2 separate regions of the Capra hircus genome follow, and region 1 is linked to region 2. Evidence: chromatin contacts called from public Hi-C data. All regions are on one chromosome and are shown on one strand. The core of a region is the stretch at or near the end of the contact, and the rest is flanking DNA. Distances in the headings are between cores, read along the strand shown. Region 1 holds the start of WNT7B (protein Wnt-7b). Region 2 has its middle 14 kb from the start of ATXN10.

Region 1 (2,975 bases), core at 209-2,708, 270 kb after region 2:
GCTCTCAGGCCTGCTTCTGCCTCTCCGCCTGGGAGGCCGCTGCGCGGCCGGCCCTGCCTCGGGGCTGTTCACTGGCTTTGCCCGCCGCCGGACCGGCCTGCCTTCCCGCCTTTGGCGGCGCACAGTAGGCTCGCAGCGCGCGTCCGGGCGATGGAGGTACAGTGCGCCCCCGTCGCAGTCATCCTGCGCGCCCCCCACCCCGCCCCCGACTTCGAGCGAGGCCGAGACAGATTCTGTCTAAAGGAGATCGCAGCTCAACAGGTAAGGACTCGGCTGGCTTCAGGAATGTGGAAATACGACTCGGAGCAGCTACTGCAGCGAGCGCGGCCCGCCGGGCGCCCGCCCGCCCGCCCGCCGGGCCGCGCGAGGGGGAGCGCGGCGAGAGGGGGCCCGGCCAGGGGCCCGGCCGAGGGCCCGGGGCGGGCGGGGCCCGGACGGAGCCCGAGGCGGCCCGGCCGCGCGCGCGGCCCGTTTCGAGCCAGCCCGACGAGTTGTCAAGGTAATTTCAACACGTCCGCGTGATGGATAGAGACGAAGTGCCGTGGCGGGTGCCCTGGCCTGCGCGCTCGCTCCTGGGGGGTGCGCCCCCCTCCCGCCCGGGGCCCTCGGCAGCCCGAAGCCCCCCGCCCCCGCCCCGGCGCGCCCTCCCGGCGGCGAGCGCTCGGCCCGGGCTCCGCGCCCAGCGCAGCCCGGGGGAGGGAAGGCGCGTCCCACCCCCGGGGCCTGGAGCCCAAACAGGTGAAAGTACGCGCCGGGCACGCTCGCCGCTACCCGCGAGCCTGGCAGCCCGCGCGTCCGGCTCTCCCTGCCCCAGCCCTGGGCTGGGCGCCCCTCGCGAGTACCCGCGGCTCAAGGGGCTCAGCGGCGTCTCCGCCGGGCCGGGCTGCGGGTTCAACACACAGGCCAGCCTGGGATCCCCGAGAGCTGCCCGTGCCCCCCTCCGGTCCCCGCGGGGAGCCCTGGAGGCGGCTCCCACCGGCTGCTCCCGTCCTGGGCTCCCGCCCCTGCCCACAGGGCTACTCACCCGAGCTTCACGTAGAGAACGCCAAAGCAGAGAAACACGTAGAAAATCCACTTGCGAAAGTTTCTGTGCATGATCCAGGGAGGGGGGCTGCGCCATAGACCGCGGCGGCCGGAGGGGACGCGCGGGCCGGGCGAGGGACGGGCAGGAGCGGGGGGCTTCGGTGGACAGCGCTCAGCCGGCGCTGCGGCTCCGGCGGCCGGCGACGCGCGGGCACTGGGCGCGCGCTGCCACCATGGTGAGCCCGGGCCGCCGCCGCCGCCGTGTGCGCCTGTGGGAGTGACCTGGGACGGGGGCTGCAACCTCGGAGCCGAGCTGTGACCGCGGGGCCTCGGGAGCGCCGGCGGGGGCCGGGGCCCGAGCGCGGCGGGCGGGCGGGCGCTGCCTCCGCTGGGCGCAGCCGCCTGGGGCCGTGCGCGCCTCCCCGAGCGCCGCGGCGGCCAATGTGTCCGCACTTGTCGGCCTCCCCAGGTGACTCGCGGCCCCGGCAAGCGAGCTGCGAGCGAGCGAGCGCGCCCCAGGTAGGAGGACCCGCCTCCCGCCCGCCCTCCTCGCTCGCCGCGCGCTCTCTCTCCCTCGCTCCCGGCCTCTCCCCTCCCTTTTCTCCTCCCTCCCCCGTGACACACGAACGCATCTCTCCCCCGGAACCCCCTCCCCAGGCGGGCTCCCTTCCGATCGCTGAGCCCAGACTGGGAGGGAAGAAGGGGGTTGGGTGCGCGGGGAGGGGGGGTTCGCCGGGGAGGGCGCTGCACCGAAAAGACACCTGCGGAGGGGCTGGCGGCTCCTCTGCGCCCGCGAGGGCGCAGGAGTGGCCCCGTCGGGTGGTGTAGCCACTTGGCTTCCAGCTTCTAGAGAGGAAGGGAGAGACCACCCATATCCATTCCCGTTCTGGGCACGTTTCCCCTACCCCTCAGAAATTACCCCGTTTGGGGGTCCCCCCGGACCACGCCCTTCACACAGGCGTTTCTGCCAGCCCCCGAGGACCTCAATCAGAGCCCCTCTTCCAGCCCCCGGGTCCCCACACCTGTCAGGACCGCTGCCGGCGGCGCTTACTGAGAGCAGGGGCAGGAAACGGACAGACAGTCAGGCCTTGCCAGATGCAAGAGACTGGCTCCGTGACCTCCTTGGGAAGCCGTTTGGCTGAGCACCGTGGTGGAGACAGATGGGAAGACGCTGGGGCGGGTTCCTTGGCTCTGTGGGAGGCTCCCACCCCAGGGACCCCCTGCTTGCTCTCCCCATCACCTCCGAACTCCTCGGCCTGCACTTTCTCTTCTGCAGTGCCCAGAGTGCAAGGTCAGAACCAGCGTGGTGCCTCACACACCAGAGCATCTGACTTGGCTCGGTGCCGGCCAGCGGGTACCCGGGTGGGCACAGGGCCTGCCTTTGGCTGAAGCTCTCTCTGGAGAGGGCCGGTCCGTGGCCCTCTGCCTAAGCACTGCCCTGGGCAGACGCCTGTCCTGCTTGGGTGTACAGACCTGGACGCCTCTTGGGCGAAAATATGAAACTGGGACGTACTTAGTTTCAGAAGACAGCAGAGGCCTGAAACCTGTCGGGGTGGCCGCCGGCGTCCAGGCGCGGGCAGGGGCAGCGTGTTGCTTCCAGCCAGCCTGGGTCCCACCTAGCCTACCCGCCCCCACTTTGAAGGCTCCGCTCCCTCCACCCTGCTGTGCGACCCCCTGCTCCTGATCCCCTCTTAATCCTTGCAAATCCCCTGAACCTTTGCCACCACCCAGGCGCGGGCCATTCCTCGGCCTCTGATCGGGTCGCTGGTGCAGCTGAGCGGAGCCGGCAGACAGAGCGTTCACAGATAGATGAGAGGGGACACTAAACAGCCTCACAGGCAGGAAAACTGAGGCACAGAAAAAGAGACATGACTATAGCAGCCTCACCCCCAAGTGTTCTCTGCGTCCCAGCGCCCCAGATGTCACCCCATTTCACGGAATGGGAAGCTGAG
Region 2 (3,001 bases), core at 371-2,870:
GTGAAAACAGTGACAGATTTTATTTTCCTGGGCTCCAAAACCACCGTGGATGGTGACTGCAGCCGCAAAATTAAAAAGATGCTTGCTCTTTGGAAGAAAAGCTATGACAAACCTAGACAGTGTATTAGAAAGCAGAGATGTCACTTTGCTGACAAAGGTTCCTATAGTCAAAGCTATAGTTTTTCCAGTAGTCATGTATGGATGTGAAAGATGGACCATAAAGTAGGCTGAACACTGAAGAATTGATGCTTTTGAACTGTGGTGCTAAAGACTCTTGAAAATCCCTTGGATTGCAAGGAGATCAAACCAGTCAATCCTAAAGGAAATCAACCCTGAAATATTCATTGGAAGGACTGATGCTGAGGTTCTAACACTTTGGCCACCTGATGTGAAAAGCTGACACATTGGAAAAGACCCTGATGCTGGGAAAGATCGAAGGCGGGAGGAAAAGGGGGAGACAGAGGATGAGATGGTTGGATGGCATCACAAATTCTATGGACATGAGCTTGAGCAAGCTCCGGGAGATGCTGAAGGACAGGGAAGCCTGGCGTGCTACATCCTATGGGGCCTCGAAGGGCCAGACCCGACTTAGGAACTGAACAACAATCTCCCATTAGGCACCATCTTCCTCGATTTACTAAGGCTGAGAGAAGTGGCTTTCCTGAGGTTCCCCCGTGGCTGGCACAGACGGACTTAGAACCCACATCTGTCTGACTACAAAGTCCTATTATTTCTACCGGTCTGAGGGCTCCTTCCTGCCCGTTTCCTCCTCTGTACCCCCACCCACCAGAGATTCAGCCCCTCTCTCACTCCTCACTTTGCGGATCTGTGTTGCCAACTCATGCGTAGGGTTTTAGCTTCGAAAATTGGAAGAAGGGGCTTAGCTTAAAACCCCTGTTATGGCCAAAATAATGTCCGAGGATGTGCAATAGACTAGATGGCCGCGGCAGCAAAAGCAGCAGGGAAGGAGAGGAAATGAGTGACAGAGAAACTGGGGGATGGGGAAGGCAAAGACAGGGTGGCGAGAAAGGGAAGGCTGGTGTAAAGAAAGTAGGTTCTGTTTGAGAAACGTTCGGCCGTCAGGGGTGGTGAAACCTTGTTCACAGGACCGGGGGTGAGCGGGGAGGCAGAGAGGAGCGCAGGGCCCAGGAACCGGCCCCCAGGGAGGGCGGGGGTCCAGGAGCGCAGGAGGCCGGCGGGAGGGGCCGTGCCTCGGCGCCGCCCAGCCCACCGCGCCCCCTCCGGCCGGTGACCTTCACCTCCGCTCCCTCCGGCCGCCCACACCCCGGGCCCTGTCATCACTCCAGGAGCCCACTGCCTGACCGCAGCTTCCGACGCGGCCCGGCCGCTCCCGCCTCCGTCCCGCCACACCCCCCCGCTGACCTCACCCTGATCCCCAGTCCCCGGACTTTCCCACGTGGACCAGCGCCTCCCGGCTCCCAGCTCCAGGCCTCCAGACCGCAAAAGGCATGTCACGGCCGTGCTGGTGCCAGGACCCTCAACTGCTTTGCCCCAGTGTCCTTCCGTCCTGCTCATCCGGCCAGACTTGAGCGAGGGATCTGCTCCAGCACCTGTCTCCTCTGCCCCGACAGAGGACACCCCACACAAGGATGTTCGGTGCCCACGAGGCCATGGTGCCCGGAGTCAGCTGCCCACGGCAGGACTCCACCTCCCCCGCGCCTGGGCATCTCTTCCAGTCCTCCGAGACCTGCTCCCGGCAGACGGCTCTGCCTCCCGGTTCCCCAAGGACAGAGAGGAGCTGGGCGCACCAGCCGCTCCTCGTGCCTACCCGGGCACACGCGCTCCGTTCTTTGTCCCTACGTTATCTCGTCTGTGACAGCGTCCTTCCTCCACTCTCCTTTCACAGCCAAGGCGCCAGCAGCCCCGTGAGTGGCCTCAGGCTCCAGAGCCTGCCAAGTGGTAACAGTAGGCTGTCTTCACACGCGGGCTTTGTTTTTCCTTCTGGCTGCACTGTGCAGCTTCCAGGATCTCAGATCTCTGATCGGAGACGGGACCTGGGTCCCTGGCAGTGACAGCACCGAGTCCTAACCACTGGGCGGCCAGGGATTCCCTCAAACGCATGCTCCTAATCCATAGAGCCAAGCGCTAAGCCAGATCCTAAAGGTAAAACAGTAAAAAGACTGGCAAGCTTCCTGCCCTCATGAAGCTCGTGTTTCAGAGGAGCAGACGGACGGTACATAGGTAGACGAATGACTGTGTTAAATAACTGCAGGCTGTGTCACGGCCAGCAAAGGAAGTTGCAGAGTTCAGTGATGAGAACGCAGCCCCGACTGGCTGAGATAAGGTGGAGAGCAGGGGCCAGGAGGCCAGGTGTGCCGTCGGCCTCACTCACCACCCACTCGCCTGGAAGACATGCCTCCACCTGTTCCAGGGTGTGCACTCTGGATCCTATTCTTGGCAAAACAGGGTCGCCTGCCCTGGGAGCAGCTGTCTCTGGGGACGTGATGAACTCAGTGGCTGGATTACTGAGGCCCACAGGTGGGAGCCAGATCAAACCAGTCCATCCTAAAGGAAATCAACCCTGAATATTGACTGGAAGGGCTGATGCTGAAGATGAAGCTCCAATAATTTGGACAGCTGATGCGAAGAGCTGACTCATTGGAAAAGACACTGATGCTGGGAAAGATTGAGGGCAGGAAGAGAAGGGGACGACAGAGGATGAGATGATAGGATGGCACACCGACTCAATGGACATGAGTTTGGGTAAACTCCGGGAGTTGGCGATGGACAGGGCGGCCTGGCGTGCTGCAGTCCATGGGGTCACGAAGAGTCAGACACGATGTTGTGACTGAACAATGAACAACAGCAGTAGGTGGCAAGGTAGTGGGGGCATTTCCAGGGTCAGTCAATCATCTAGGAAAGAACTGGGTCCTTACACGTTTGGATCACCAGCTTTGGAGGGGGGCCTCAGCCGTCTTTTTCCACGGTCGGGAGAAGGATGGAACTGACCATGATGGAGGCAGGTAGTTTAAGTCCATAA

Evidence for each region. A called contact is a pair of places that touch in the nucleus more often than the background predicts.
Region 1: a Hi-C map of blood shows a contact between it and region 2, with 10 times the contacts expected there. The contact joins the promoter of WNT7B here to the enhancer-like site in region 2. A contact is called at or near these places in 2 of 5 Hi-C or Micro-C datasets (both in blood).

The regions. Positions count from the first base shown.
Region 1 is chr5:115,234,795-115,237,769 of ARS1.2, forward strand. It overlaps WNT7B (protein Wnt-7b), which reads right to left and starts at 1,459. Exons shown (of 4, transcript XM_018048903.1): 1 at 1,025-1,459. The coding sequence starts at 1,095.
Region 2 is chr5:114,961,956-114,964,956 of ARS1.2, forward strand. No RefSeq gene overlaps it. Among named protein-coding and RNA genes, the nearest start is that of ATXN10, 14 kb to the right of the region's middle. Within about 2 kb of position 1,621, at least 3 of the 5 cell types and tissues checked have an H3K27ac peak or open chromatin away from gene starts, as enhancers often do.